Linked DNA regions of Zea mays: region 1 is linked to region 2. The links are chromatin contacts, called in public Hi-C maps. All regions are on one chromosome and are shown on one strand. Each heading gives the region's core, a stretch centred on a gene start, on an enhancer-like site or on the middle of the called end of the contact. The rest is flanking DNA. Distances are from core to core; before and after follow the strand shown. Region 1 holds the start of LOC100284431 (harpin-induced protein). Region 2 holds the start of LOC100273404.

The links. A called contact is a pair of places that touch in the nucleus more often than the background predicts.
Region 1: a Hi-C map of leaf shows a contact between it and region 2, with 5 times the contacts expected there. The contact joins the promoter of LOC100284431 here to the promoter of LOC100273404 in region 2. A contact is called at or near these places in 13 of 25 Hi-C or Micro-C datasets (bundle sheath, ear, endosperm and 5 more) and 2 of 3 datasets of contacts at active chromatin or transcription factors (leaf and seedling).

Annotation. Positions count from the first base shown.
Region 1 is chr1:303,104,997-303,112,038 of Zm-B73-REFERENCE-NAM-5.0, forward strand. LOC100284431 (harpin-induced protein) reads right to left here and starts at 2,420. Exons shown (of 1, transcript NM_001157326.2): 1 at 873-2,420. The coding sequence starts at 1,776. The coding sequence ends at 1,126. LOC103645723 (lysine--tRNA ligase, chloroplastic/mitochondrial) reads right to left here. Exons shown (of 14, transcript XM_020547036.2): 12 at 6,585-6,675; 13 at 5,412-5,582; 14 at 4,875-5,289. The coding sequence ends at 5,197.
Region 2 is chr1:302,972,596-302,980,358 of Zm-B73-REFERENCE-NAM-5.0, forward strand. LOC100273404 reads right to left here and starts at 2,277. Exons shown (of 5, transcript NM_001147841.1): 1 at 2,091-2,277; 2 at 654-717; 3 at 163-556; 4 at 1-46. The coding sequence starts at 713.

The sequences.
Region 1 (7,042 bases), core at 1,170-3,669, 130 kb after region 2:
TATATACGTTTTTTTGTAAAATAAAAAAAATAATCGTGTCAGGCCGAGGCTACAGCCCAAGCACGACACGATGTTCTTGGCTCTTGCAAGCATTAGGTCGTTTCTGAGACCACATTGGCACAATGGAATACATGGTGTTTGAGGTTGCTGAATTGAATGGAACAGCAATGATTTGTCACACTAACAGCAAAATAAAGGTTATTTATTGGTTTTAAACGTTAGTAATTGCTACGAAGTAGCATAATTTATATGGAGCGCATCCAGTTTTTATTTATGCCTGACTTTAGCATCACTCCATATTTTGATATATCTTTTTTTATAAGTTTGACTTCATGGGACTTATTTTAGAAACTTGATCTCACAAACTTTCTCTTATTTGGTCTCTGTATGATGGAATTATGTCATTTTATAATCTCTGTTCATTCAGTCAATCATTGTGAACTCTCTTATAATCGCTCACTTCATTGGCCGTGTTGTACCAAAACATATTTGCATTGAGTAAACAATAACATCAGTTAGCCAAATCAAAAAAATATATTATACAGAGAGCGGAGACAATCAATAAAAAATCTTGAAATTTTTTAATGGATAGTTTACGTGGGTATTGTTGTAAGCCGTCGCAACGCACGGGCAACCGACTAGTTTGTTTTAACCATTCAGATATCCACTTTCATCCTCCTAATTCGATTTTAACCTCTCTAGTATCTTCATCCAAACACACTCAGAGTAGACAGATGCGGTTCGGTTCAGTTGACTGCACGAAGGTTCCTTCCAACGCAACAGCACCCAGCTGGACTGGAGCTCAACAAGTATTGCCCAGATTACAACCACAATCGCTTAGAAAGAGGATCACAGACAATTGACAGTGTATCCATAGTTGCAAATTTCCAGAAATTTCTGCACATCCAATTGAACTTCTCCACTCCTACAAATACTCTTCAAAGCACACACAAGTACACAACACTACAACAGCTATCAATCTCTTGGAAAAAGAGAAGCAAGAAGAGGAACAAATCTCCTCCTGTCTTGAAGAAACAATCAGTTAATTACACATGAAGAAAAGAAAGAAACGAAAGCCACCCAACGGAGCTAGCCAGGCCACCAATGGAGCCGGAGCTGAGTCAGCTAGCACCCGGACTTCTTGGCCCGGAGGATAGTGCACTTGGTCCGCTGGAACGCGGTGGCGGCGACGTCGGGGTCGACGAGCTGCAGCTGGAGCGGGCAGACGACGACGAGCGGGCACTTGGCGGACCGGCCCTTGTACTGGAGCACCGTGTCCAGCCGCATCTCCACGCCGAAGCTGCCCGTGTCGTTCTCCGCCCGGAACTCGCCCACCCCGGGCCTGGTCAGCTTGATGGGCTTGCCCACGCCGCCGACTCTCACGCTCAGCGTCGCCGTCTTCCGCGCCTTGTGCTTGAACCCCGGCACGGACGCGGAGTCATCGAAGCGGGTGCCGTTGAAGGAGAAGGTCACGGCGAGCGCGCCGTACTCGATGGCCCGGTACATGTTGGGATTCCGGAGCGACACCGTGGCGGTGACGTTGAAGGAGATGGTGGAGTTGGACGCCGGGTCGGCGGGCGCCAGCGCGAACCGCTGCAGCACGGCGTCGTCGGCCGTGGCCTTGGGCGGGAACACCACGCCGAAGGCGAGCACCAGGACGGTGATGAGGCCTCCCACGACGACGATGGCGGCGGCCCAGATGGCGAGCTGCGTCCAGCTGCAGTCGTCACAGCAGCCGTCGCCCTTGCCGCCGCACCAGCCCTCCCAGAACGCCATGGCCGCCCGCGCTGCTCGGGTGTGGGGGTGGTCGGGTGGGGGACGCGGATCTTGCGGGCCTCTGGCTGGCTATCCAAGGCAACGGTGCTGCTTGGTGTTGAGAGAATCAATCGCCCTGCCTGCCACTCACCGATTGTTATTGTTGAAGAACGAATAAAAGAGGGAGGGCCAGCCGGCCAGGGGACGACGACCAAGACTTGGTTGGGGTCATCGCCGGACAAGGGACACGGAGGAAGGTCACACTCGGGGAAATCAGCCACCCACCAATCCGAAATCTTGGAGAAATGGAAGGGCATTGCAAGTGAAATTAATCAGGATTCAGGAGACGGGTTGTGTCGCTGGACGGAGATGCTGCTCCACTTCCACCGGCCGCCGGCCGCTGGTTGGTGAGCTGGTGCACTTTACTGGGGGGAGAGCGCGCCAGCGCCCGTGCCAAATCGGGTACAGTACTTAAGGCTTCTTTGGTTTGTGTCTAACTGTGCCCCACTTTGCCTAAGGTTAGTCGTTCGAATTGAATAACTAACCTTAGGCAGAAAAGTTAGGCAAAATGTGGCAATTGAGGCAACGAACCAAACATGCCTTTACTCCGTTACAAAATTAGTTGTCGTTCTCGAAAAATCAACAATGTTTAACTTTAAGCAAATATTTATATATTTATAATAAATAATTAGTATTATTAGATAGATATTTAAATCTATTTTTATAGTAAAATTATTTAGAGATACAAATGATGCTAATATTTTTGATAAATCTAGTTAAACTTAAGAAAGTTTGACCAGCACAAATATAATATTATAGTGACAAATATTTTAGGACGGAGGGAATATAGCTTAACTCTATTAGTTTTTTTCTTGAATTTTATAAAAACAACTTTTTCCTGAAGCTATAACAGGAAAAGGCACAAGAGTCTCTTACAATCGATGATGGGAGCTGGTAACAATCACCAATATCCAGTCGATGATCCTATGAACGTTGGGTCGTCTAGAAGATGACAATCACTAAGAGTAATAAGAGAATGACTAGTCACTAGTCTAAGCCACTCAACTAGTGTCACAAGATATAAGAATTATATCCAATGCACTAGAAGCTCTCTAATCTCATCCAAATGATGATCCAAGGGATGCAAATGAGTGGAGTGTGTTTCTTAGCTCTCAAGAGATGTACGCAAGTGAATTGGGTGGTAAGATGCTAGTCAAGGCTGGCTACAAGGTCTATTTCTAGACCTCGAAGAAATCAAATCATTACCTTCTTGAGGAGTAGATTTTGGGGGCATCAGGCACATTCAATGTATCTCTGATAGCTATAATTACAATGACTCTAAACTAGTCGTTATTGTATGTTAGGTATCTGGTTCACACACCGAACACATTTTGTGCATGTTATAGCTAATATACCGAATTACAAGCTCTCTGAGTTCCCTGTCTGATGCCGCATTTGGTGTCAACACCAGACATGTTAAGTGTATGATGGAACCATTTTACAGGTACTCTAAGAGTGTGTTTGGTTGGATGTACAAGGATGGATGGAAGGGGGCGGCTAAAGTTTCTATAGTGTTTGGATGAGAGTCACATGTAGACGAGGTAAACACCGGAGTATTTTTTGGCGGCGTGATCCCAGAAAATCGAGAGGATGGTGTTGTCCTCGCCTATCCTACTTTAAACTCAAACCAAACACATCCTAAGTTATGTCCGATGCCAACACCGGACACAGACACATCCAGTGACCTACCCTGCCTTGAAACTCGTACCACCTAGTGAGACCAATCTAGTACTGTGGTGCATACCGGATAGCTTTATGCTCCGCTAAAACTGTGCAGTGTGTTAGAGAAAAAAATTTAGAAAGGAAGAAAAGTGTCTCAAGGCAACCTCCATGCGTATGCTCAAGACACACTAGTCATTCATTAAGGTGTTTAGTTTAAAAAATGAGTTAGTCCATCATTTTTTTACTCCTAATTTTTTATTTGGTTTGTGTAATGGAATGAGTCGATCTGTCACCATCACATTCCTCATAGTTAGTTAGTACTAACGAGAATAGGATCATCCCACTAAATTTATAGGGTGTTTGGTTTGAGTAATGAGCTAGTCCATTTTCTCACTCCTCACTATTTTTGTTTGGTTTGTGGAATAGAATGAGTTGATTCATCACCATCTCATTCTTAGTACTAATATAAAGAATTGAGTTATCCCACTAAATTTGGGGAATGAACCTATGATGCACCACCTTAATTTGGATGAAGTGATTCCTCAAACCAAACACTCTGTTAAGGAATAAACTCATGATGTGTCACCTCGTTTTAAATGAGTGATTATTCAAACCAAACACCTATTAAGGAATGGACTCATGATGGGTCACCTTGTTTTAAATGGAGTGATTACTCAAACCAAACACTCCTAAGTCTTCGAGACAAATCTTTCAAAAGGGTAAGTTTTTTAGGTGCCAAAAGATTTGAGGTTGGTTTGAGAATTGTTAGAGATGTCTTATTAATCTTGCTAAACATTGTGGGTCAAGGAAATGTTCTCTGTACTCTTAGAAATGCTCTAAAAACCATTACAAAACTCACCCACACCCTCTAAACTAAAAATAAATAAACTAAATATACTACTCAGTCACAGGTAGCCACGCAATCAGCGATCCAACAAAGCCTTTTTTCTCTCCTTCAAAACGAACTGAAAATGGATGAAGTTTTTTTTACTGGCTCGCCTCAAGTCACTACCGGGCTCAGGCTCCTCTCGACACCTTACAGAAACTCCAACAAAGTGGTCTATAAAAATATCCTATAATTTAAAAATAAGTATATTTTATAGAATTTAGAGTAACAATAAACATTCTCCAACATTAAAGACCCAATCTAGATTATATGACAGTCCACTACGGTGTAGTATATTTAAGGCACTTGAGAAAGTGCTCTATAAATTTTTAACCAATTTTTTTTGAAATGATACAATATTGAAGTAGTTTTTCCTAAAAAAAGTCTACATTTTAATTTGAGACACTAGTTTGAGACATTATTAGAGATGCTCTTAGCGTTGGAACTGTTTGGAGCCCTCCAAACCAGCCCCAAACAATAAAAACAAGGCATTAAGCAACACAGCAGTCCATAGACCAAAGAATCTCTTAAATGGTAGTTCAAGGCAACCATGTCACTGAAGAATCAGAGTATCCAGTGGAGATAGCTGTTTTGCAGCACATTAATTGTAAAATGTGGATTCCATTATTATTCAAACATCTATAAAGTTTTTAATATCGGCTTGGACTCTGAACTATAGTACATCTCAATTACATCATCAAATAATAAATGGCCACATCTATGAGCTATAAAAAGGTCAGCAGATATAAAACCTGCTGTACTGAACCAAGCACAAAAGGAAGGCTGCTGGTGTTTTCTTCAGCAGCCACGCCTCTTCACAGAATGAAGGGGATCTATTGCTGAATCTTCAAGACAGGAAAGGCAATAACGTCCCTTATGCTAGAAGAGTTCGTCAAAAGCATTACTAACCGGTCGATACCGAGGCCCTGGTGTAAGGTTACTCAAAAAAATTAGTCACGGAAGATATAGGTTCTCGCCAAATAATTTGCAGTTCCAAGAACAATAGCGTGTTAGCAGTAGCGAAAATACACAATTTAATCAGTCCTACCATTCCTGATGCCGGTGGCATTCCGTATTCCAATGAAGTCAAGAAGTCCTCGTCTAAAGAAACTTCATACGAGTAATCGTCGTCGCCTTCACCCTCGGTAGATTTGACCTCCTTAGCCATTGCAGCACGCTTAGCATTGTGCTGTTTTATTTGATTTTCAAAACGGCTTCTCTGCAATAAAGAAACATTTAAATTTGAAAATGCACGTTTGAATTTGAAATGATCTAACAAGCAAATTGTGATTTCCATCTATCTTAATGATCACCTAAATAACATAATATATAACTCAGACTGAATTACATCTTCCTTTTCTCCCCAGTTTCCAGGTGTAACCTTGAGCTATTGTTACGGTCGGGAACATTTATAGGCGCTGGTAATAGGGGCTAATTAGGCAAAAGGAGGGGTATTTGGGATCAATCAGGAAGGTCTGGTTCAGCCAAGCTAGAGTCTAGGAGAGGATTGTGTCTGTAAATCCTTTATAATCAGTAGTGATCAAGGAATAAACAAGCAATTACAACCAATCCTATTTTCACTTCCTTTCTCTGTTATCTCATCTCCCTATCTACCTTGCCACCATCCACCACGGGCAGGAAACCGGTGGCCAGCGAGCTCCCACAGCTACATCCTCAGGGACGTGACAGCTGTACTATGATGCTACATCACGGACAGACTATTGAAAGTTAAACAACCACCTTGGTCCGCCTTTGTTTTTATTTCAAGTACATGCCATCAGTGGAACAAAGAAAGTTTTGAAGGGGAAAAAATATTCATAATGGTCTACTACTGTACCACATGATGTAGTTTTACAGATTGTGAACTGAAATAGTACTAATTATTTAATTACATGCATAAGATTCCAAATACTCAATGTTTGATACTCCTTACAGAACTTAGCAAAGAAATACTGCTAATAATGGCATTTAGGCATGCACTAAGGCCCTGTTTGTGACAGCTATACAGCTCCAGAAAATTTAGTGTAGTTGGTGGAGCAGGTGCTCCAGAAAATCGTGGAGCTGGAGCCTTTAGAAGACATTTAGATAAATCATTTTGTTTATTATTTAAATTACAAATATTTTTAAAACTATTTAAATTGATATTATAAACTACAGCTCCACACTGGAACTGAACCTGGAGCCATCCCAAACACCCCCTAAGAAACCAGGACATTCTTACCTGATCAATTGGGTCTGTGAGCTCAGAAAACGCATTGCCAATCTCACGACCACAAATGAAAAGTTCGAATCGCTCAGTAAGGCCAACATGACTACAGCAAGAGGGAAAAAATAGGGAGGTGAATGCAAAAGATCACATCATAATTACTGAGATGAACGCACCAAAACTCTAATTATATAACCAAAATAGACAAAACAGTTCATTTGTACCAATAGATCCCTGGCCTTTAGCAGATATTGCAGCATAGAGACAACTATTTCTAAAATGACGAGTGAACAGGTGAAGGTGAATCCAAATGGCCATAAAATGAAGTCTACATGAACTACACAAAATTCTCCATTCATAACCAGAAACCACAAAAATGGAATAAATTATTATGTCACTAAACCTATAGATTGTTTATTAAGAAATAGAAAATCTTGCAGCATTTGAATCTCATAATATATGGGTGCCATGCA
Region 2 (7,763 bases), core at 1,027-3,526:
ATTGGCACGGTGTGGGTCACACCATCACCAGAATCGAGCACAATACCTGCACACAGAGTACCGAGACATAGGTAGTAGAATGGTGTCGTCAGATCACCAATGACGAGAATCAGAGACGTTGTCCTAGAAAAACTTTAATAAGAGGTGAAAGTGGACACGTGCCTGTAGTGCGACCGCTGGCATACAGGGAAAGGACAGCTTGGATAGCAACATACATTGCTGGTGCATTGAATGTCTCGAACATAATTTGGGTCATCTTCTCTCTGTTTGCCTTTGGGTTCAGAGGTGCTTCTGTCAGCAGAACTGGGTGCTCTTCAGGAGCAACACGCAGTTCATTGTAGAAGGTGTGGTGCCAGATTTTCTCCATATCATCCCAGTTGTTCACGATACCGTGCTCAATGGGGTACTTCAAGGTCAAGATACCTCTTTTTGACTGTGCCTCGTCACCTACATAGGCGTCCTTCTGGCCCATTCCAACCATCACACCCGTGTGCCGAGGGCGGCCGACTATACTAGGGAACACTGCTCTGGGCGCATCATCACCAGCAAAGCCAGCCTGCAGAGAGAAGCATGGGCTGGTCATTCTGCAACAACTGCCTTTACAGGTTTCAGAGATGAATGAATGAACATGGTAGATAGAACGAGCATCGAACCTTGACCATTCCAGTGCCATTGTCACACACAAGTGGCTGGATATCCTCACCGTCAGCCATTGATCTGCACAGACAATCTGAATTCAGAGACCATCTCAAATATTCACTTGTTAAAGCACAATTTTTTTAACCTAGTTCATGCTAGATGGCTTGGAAATTTAAGTTAATAAGAGAAAGGCCATATGGTTTTCAGGCACATAATGATAACTAAGAGCAGTTTGTGATAGCCAAGTAAAAGGAATGCAAGGTTGTATTTAGCAGGCCTTGTCTCTAGGTCAGGAACTCAGGTTGCAGCAAGATTATTACCATCAATGAATCTCTGAACAAGGACCAGCTGGTAAATAGGACTAACGACTTTGAAGGAAAAGCATATAACACTGAATCAATCATAAAGTGGATTAATTATGCTCTGTATACTAGCTATAAGCTGGCATAAGGTGTCCTGTCAGGCAGAGACATGCTCACTTGCCCGCCCATGTGCTACTGAGCCTAACAAAATGAAGAAGCTGTACTGGATCAGAATTATTGCTGCTGCTGCACATCCAGCCTATGCTGGATACTTCATTTAGCTGTAGACGATGGGAGCCTAAAGTCCATGTGCCAGCAAGAAGTCAGTAGTGGCGCCCATCATTCCGATTCCAGCTAGCAAGAGATTATAAACTGGATTGTTTATGCCAAAAGGGAAGGGGGGGAAAAACAATAGCTGGCTGGTTGAAAGATTGAGCTGTTTAGACCAAGATAACCTGACAAAGATTCTGGCTCGGGTTAGCAGTATTTGACATGAATATACATATTTTTATTAGCTAGGAAAAGCTATGTAAGGTTCGCCCAATAAAAGCTCAGTAAGCACCTAGTTAGGCTGCCAAGCACAAGGTCACAATAATCACTGGATGGGATCTAGACCAACCTGGCCTCAAGATTTACAGAAACTATTGTGGGCCCACGGCTATCCACGCGATGAGCAAAAACATCCAACGAAAAACTATGCGAGTCATTCGTTTCCCACGAGTAACGGACTTTCCACTTGAAACCAGAACCATGAGATGAGATCTAGCCACCCAGGACTAGTAACAAGCGCCTCCACCGCATATCAAATCCATTTCTGCTTCCGATTATCCGGGTATGACACATGAAGCACTGCCTCCTCCCCCCTCTTGATCAAAGGAGCGGAAAATACTAGCTGACACGAACTGGTTAGTACAGGATCCGATCAAGCTAGCAAGATTACTGCTGCATATTAGGACATAAATCTCATTCTCAGGGCAAGGTATGATCAAGATCAACTGAAATGAAACGAACTATAATCTAAAACTAAGAGTGAAAGGTAAAATCTCACTCTCAGGGCAGGATCAACTGAAATGAAACAACTCTAATCTAAAACTAAAAAGCAAAAGGCAAAAGCACCTCTTCCTCTCAGGGCATGGTAGTATCACTTACCAACAGAAGGATGGGACCGAACCAAACTAACAGTCGCCGCACAAATCGACAGCACAGAGAGGAGCAGCGATTCCGGCGGAAGGAGCGAGCAGAGGGGCGGTGGGTCGGTGCCGGATCCGCCGAGGAGAGGAGAGGAGAGGAGACGAGAAGGGAGCGGCAGTGAGGTGTGCGGTGCGCCGTGCGCCTGCTCTGCTATGCTATGGAAGAGGGGAGAAGAGGAACGGCGTCCGTTTCATTTATGTGCGCGGCGACAGTTGTCATAGCAGAAAAAAGAGGCTCGGAGGGCAAAGCCAAAAAGTTCAGGCGAAAACCATCCAAAATGACCGCCGTTTTTTTGCTTCTGTACAAACGGTTTTGGGTAAAGTCATCACGATTAGGGATGACAATTTAACCTTTAAACTCGAAATCCAATAGTCAGACCTGACACGATGAGTGCGGATATGGATTAAGATTTTGATCCATAAGTGCAACCTGCGCCTGATCCGAAGTTTTGAAAGTGTGGATATAAGTTTATATTTCAATCTACAGGTGACCAAAATTTGGTTTATTCATTATTTTATGCAATAATGATTATTATACAATAGTAATTATTTTTAATAAGTAACTTAGCTAATGATTCATGAAGTGTTTATTGCTGTTAAACATGAGAAGACATAAAATCCATATATATAACTCAATTATTGTTAGTATTTAATTGTGTATAGCTGAATTATTGTTTAAAAGTGTATATTGAGTAAAACTTGTGGGTGACCCGAAACCTATCCGAAACCCGACGGGTTTGGGTGCGGGTTTAGAATTACACCCGCGGGTGCGATCGCGGGCAAATTTTGGTAGACTTTACGGGTGTGATTGTGGACAGATTTTTGCTCCACCCGAACCCGATCCATTGACATCCCTAATCACGATTTGAATTTTTAGAAGGTGCAAATTGTCGGTGTTTTGGGTCCGACCGCGCACCCGGGGTTGCCCCTCAAGGTACTTTTTAGGTGCAGAACGGTGTCACCGACTGTAGCTCGATGGTTCGTGCTAGATGCACGAGGAACAGTGGACAATGGTGTACAGGTTCGAGCCGCTTTGAGATGCGTAACACCCTACGTCCTGGTGAGAATATTTTGTGTGGTGGATTACAAGGGAGCTCTCTAGTGCGGGGAACATAGAGAGTTGGGGTGGATGGCTGAGTTGTGAATGATTATTCTGAAGGGGTGTCCCCTAGGCCTTATATACTCGACCGTGGGGCATTACATGCAGATATGATAACAACGTGTGCCTAAGAAATAGTGAACCATCTGAGTCTATCCTCCTATAATTCAGTCGACCCATCCTCGCTTGGTTCCGTTGTACGGGGCTCCTGCGCGGGAAGGTCGGGTCACTGTTGTGATTACTGCTCGAGTTTGTTGGGTCGTCTAGGCTTGCGCCGACCCGGCCTTGTGTTAATCTACTCCACTGGTTGTTCTTCCCAGGCCCACGAGGGGATGACCTTACGAATTATGGGGCCCTTGGTCATTTCGTGAGGTCTTTTATCCTTCTAGTGGACCCGGGGGATATCTGTCCCCCACACAAATGCACCCCCCAATGAATATACCTTTGCCCATGTTTGATCCTGTCTAACTTATGTCTTATTTGTTTCCCTCCATGATTATGGGCATGTTTGATTCAGTCTTGTCGGGGACCATAATTAGGGGTACCCCCAAGACTCCTAATCTCAGCTGGTAACCACCATGAGCACAAAGCTGCAAAGGCCTGATGGGCGCAATTCCGGTCTTGGCTCTGTCTGCGCAAGGGACACGATCTTGCCTCGCCCGAGCCCAGCCTCGGGCAGGAACAGTAAGACCAAGGCAGATTCCCGCCTCGCCCGAGGGCCTCCTCAAGCAACGGGCACACCTTCGACTCGCCTGAGGCCCAGCTCGGGCAGGCTTCGCGGAGAAGCAACCTTGGCCAGATCACCACGCCAACCGACCGTATCGCAGGAGCATTTAATGCAAGGATGGCCTGATGTCTTATCCTGACGCACGCTCTTCAGTCGACAAGGCCGAAGTGACCGCAGTCACTCCGCCCCTCCGCAGACTGACCTGACAGGAAAACAGCGCCGCCTGCCCTGCTCCGACTGCTGTGCCACTCGCCAGAGTGAGGCCGACAGCAGCTAAGTCCAGCCTCGGGCGCCATAGGAAACTCCGCCTCGCCCGACCCCAGGGCTCGGCCCCCGTCTCGGCCTCGGAAGACGGTCTCCGCCTCGCCCGACCCTAGGGCTCGGACTCAACCTCGACCTCGGACGACGGTCTCCGCCTCGCCCGACCCTAGGGCTCGGACTCAACCTCGACCTCAGACGACGGTCTCCGCCTCGCCCGACCCCAGGGCTCGGACTCAACCTCGACTCCGGAAGACGGTCTCCGCCTCGCCCGACCCCAGGGCTCGGACTCAACCTTGACCTCGGACGACGGTCTCCGCCTCGCCCGACCCCAGGGCTCGGACTCAGCCTCGACCTCGGAGGAGTCACCGCCTCGCCCGACCTCGGGCTCGGACCGACCACGCCACAGGGGGGCCCATCATTACCCTACCCCTAGCTAGCTCAGGCTTCGGGGAACAAGACCGGCGTCCCATCTGGCTTGTGCCGGTCAACAAGTAATAATGGCGCCCCGCGTGCTCCATGACGACGGCGGTCCTCAGCCCCTTACGGAAGCAAGGAGACGTTAGCAAGGATCCGACAGCCCCGACAGCTGTGCTTCCACAGGGCTCAGGCGCTCCTCCGACGACCACGACATCACATGAACAGGGCGCCAAAACCTCTCCGACAGCCACGTCGGCATGTACATAGGACTCTGGCTTCCCTCTGCTAGACACGTTAGCACAATGCTACACCCCCCATTGTACACCTGGGCCTTCTCCTTACATCTATTAAAGGAAGGTCCAGGGCCCTCGTACGAGAAGGTGGCCGCGCGGGAGGACGGGCTGACGCGCAAGGCTTAGGCTCTCTCTCTCTCTCTCTCTCTCCCACGCGAACGCTTGTAACCCCCTACTGCAAGCGCATCCGCCCTGGGCGCAGGACAACACGAGGCCGCGGTTTCCCCTTACTGTTTCTCCCCTTGTGCTCCGTCTCGCGCCGACCCATCTGGGTTGGGACACGCAGCGACAATTTACTCGTCGGTCCAGGGACCCCCCGGGGTCGAAACGTCGACAGTTGGCGCGCTAGGTAGGGGCCTGCTGCGTGTTGACGAACAGCTTCCCGTCAAGCTCCAGATGGGTAGTCTCCAGCAACCTCTCCAACCCAGGACGATGCTCCGTTTCGGGAGTCTTGAGTTCATGTCCCTCGACGGCAGCTACGACATGATACTCCTTCCTCCGCCGCGCGACAACGACAATGGCGGCCGTCAGCCTGCCCGCCGGCGGCGGAATCGACGACGTCTTCCCCACGTGGTGGAAGAGCAACATCCGGGTCTCTCCCGTCACCTCCCCCGCCGACGGAGGAGGAGGCAGGGCAACCATGGCCAAGCAGGAGGCGGCACCTCGTCGGTTGTCGAGCGAGTCGATGGCGCCGGTGCCCCAGCGGGGGACACATCGGGCGCTGACCTCGCGTCTGAGACGAAGACGAGTGTCGTTTCCCCGCAACACGCCAACCCCAAGCAGATGGACGACGCCAGCACGCTCGCGAAGGACTTGCTGGGAGTTAGCCTCGTACCCGAGACAACGGTGCAGTCCGTCTCTGACGCGACTTCGCCACCAACCGTCGATCAAGAGGTACCGTCCGTTTCCCATCCTATGCCTTTTAGATTCAGCTGCAACCACCCAAGCGACCCCGCTTCGGTGTACGCTTTCATAAAGGCATATCTGAACCTTCCGGGGTATCATATGCGGTCAACCTGGGACCGACTGACGGACGTCTCGACCTACGGGCCCCTGGGTTCCGAGGAAGATGACGAGTTCGACTATGGTTGGGATTTCTCCGGGCTCGGTAACCCCAGTGCCATGCGGAACTTCATGACCGCATGTGACTACTGCCTCTCTGATTGCTCTGATGGTGGCCACAGCCTTGACGACGAGGACTGTGGCCCAAGTCGTGAATGTTTCCACGTCGATCTAGGGGGGTCTCGACGAAGGCAACCATCTTGGTATGCCGGAGGATGGCGATCCCCCTAGGCTTGCGCCTCGCGTTGACATCCTTCGGGAGCTAGCTGTGGTCCCAGTCCCTGCGGGGGGTCAGGACGCACAGCTCGAGCAAATCCGCGAGATGCAGGCCAGGCTTGACGAGGAAGCAAGACAACTTGTGCAGCTCTGGCAGAACAACGGGCAGGGGTGGGCAGGCCGAACACCGGCCGGAGAAGCGCGTCATCTGGCCCAGGACGTTCAGCACCGCATCGCCGACGATGCCAAGGCTGCCCCCGGCTTCCAGTGGGGTTGGCTAGAACCTGGCTGCAGCAGCAATACTACTCCGAGCGATGCTGAAACCATCCACCACCGAGGGCGGCGTATCCAGGGAGAGCTCAAGAATCTCCTAGAGGATGCTGTGGTCCGACGGGCCGAAAGCTCTGCCTCCCGAAGGCAGGGGTACCCCTCGGAGCATCGCGTCGCGACTTCCCGATTCATGCAGGAGGCCTCGGTCCACACCGGGCGCACGCGGAACACAGCGCCTGCGGCCCCGGGTCGCCTCGGCAACGAGCACCACCGCCGCGACCGTCGAGCCCACCTCGACGAGAAGGAGCGCCGAGGCTACCACCCCAGGCGTGGGGGACGCTACGACAACGGGGAGGATCGGAGCCCCTCGCCCGAACCACCCGGTCCGCAAGCTTTCAGCCGGGCCATACGACGGGCGCCGTTCCCGACCCGTTTCCGACCCCCGACTACCATCACCAAGTACTCGGGGGAAACAAGGCCGGAACTGTGGCTCGCGGACTACCGGCTGGCCTGCCAGCTGGGTGGAACGGACGATGACAACCTCATCATCCGCAACCTCCCCCTGTTCCTCTCCGACGCCGCCCGAGCCTGGCTGGAGGATCTGCCTCCTGCGCAGATCTCCAACTGAGACGACCTGGTCAAAGCCTTCGCCGGCAACTTCCAGGGCACATACGTGCGCCCTGGGAACTCCTGGGATCTCCAAAGCTGTCGCCAGTTGCCGGGAGAGTCCCTGTGGGACTACATTCGGCGATTTTTGAGGCAGCGCACCGAGCTGCCCAACATCACCGACTCGGATGTCATCGACGCGTTCCTCGCCGGCACCACTTGCCGCGACCTGGTGAGCAAGCTGGGTCGCAAGACTCCCACCAGGGCGAGCGAGCTGATGGACATCGTCACCAAGTTCGCCTCTGGTCAGGAGGCGGTCGAGGCTATCTTCCGGAAGGACAAGCAGCCTCAGGGGCGCCAGCCGGAAGATGTCCCCGAGGCGTCCGCTCAGCGCGACACCAAAAAGAAGGGCAAAAAGAAGTCGCAAGCGAAACGCGACGCCACCGACGCAGACCTTGTCGCCGCCGCCAAGCACAGGAACCCTCGGAAGCCTCCCGGAGGCGCCAACCTGTTCGACAAGATGCTCAAGGAGTCGTGCCCCTATCATCAGGGACCCGTCAAGCACACCCTTGAGGAGTGTGTCATGCTTCGGCGCTACTTCCACAAGGTCGGGACACCGGCGGAAGGTGGCAGAGCCCATGACAACAACCAGAAGGAGGGCCACAAGGCAGAGGAGTTCCC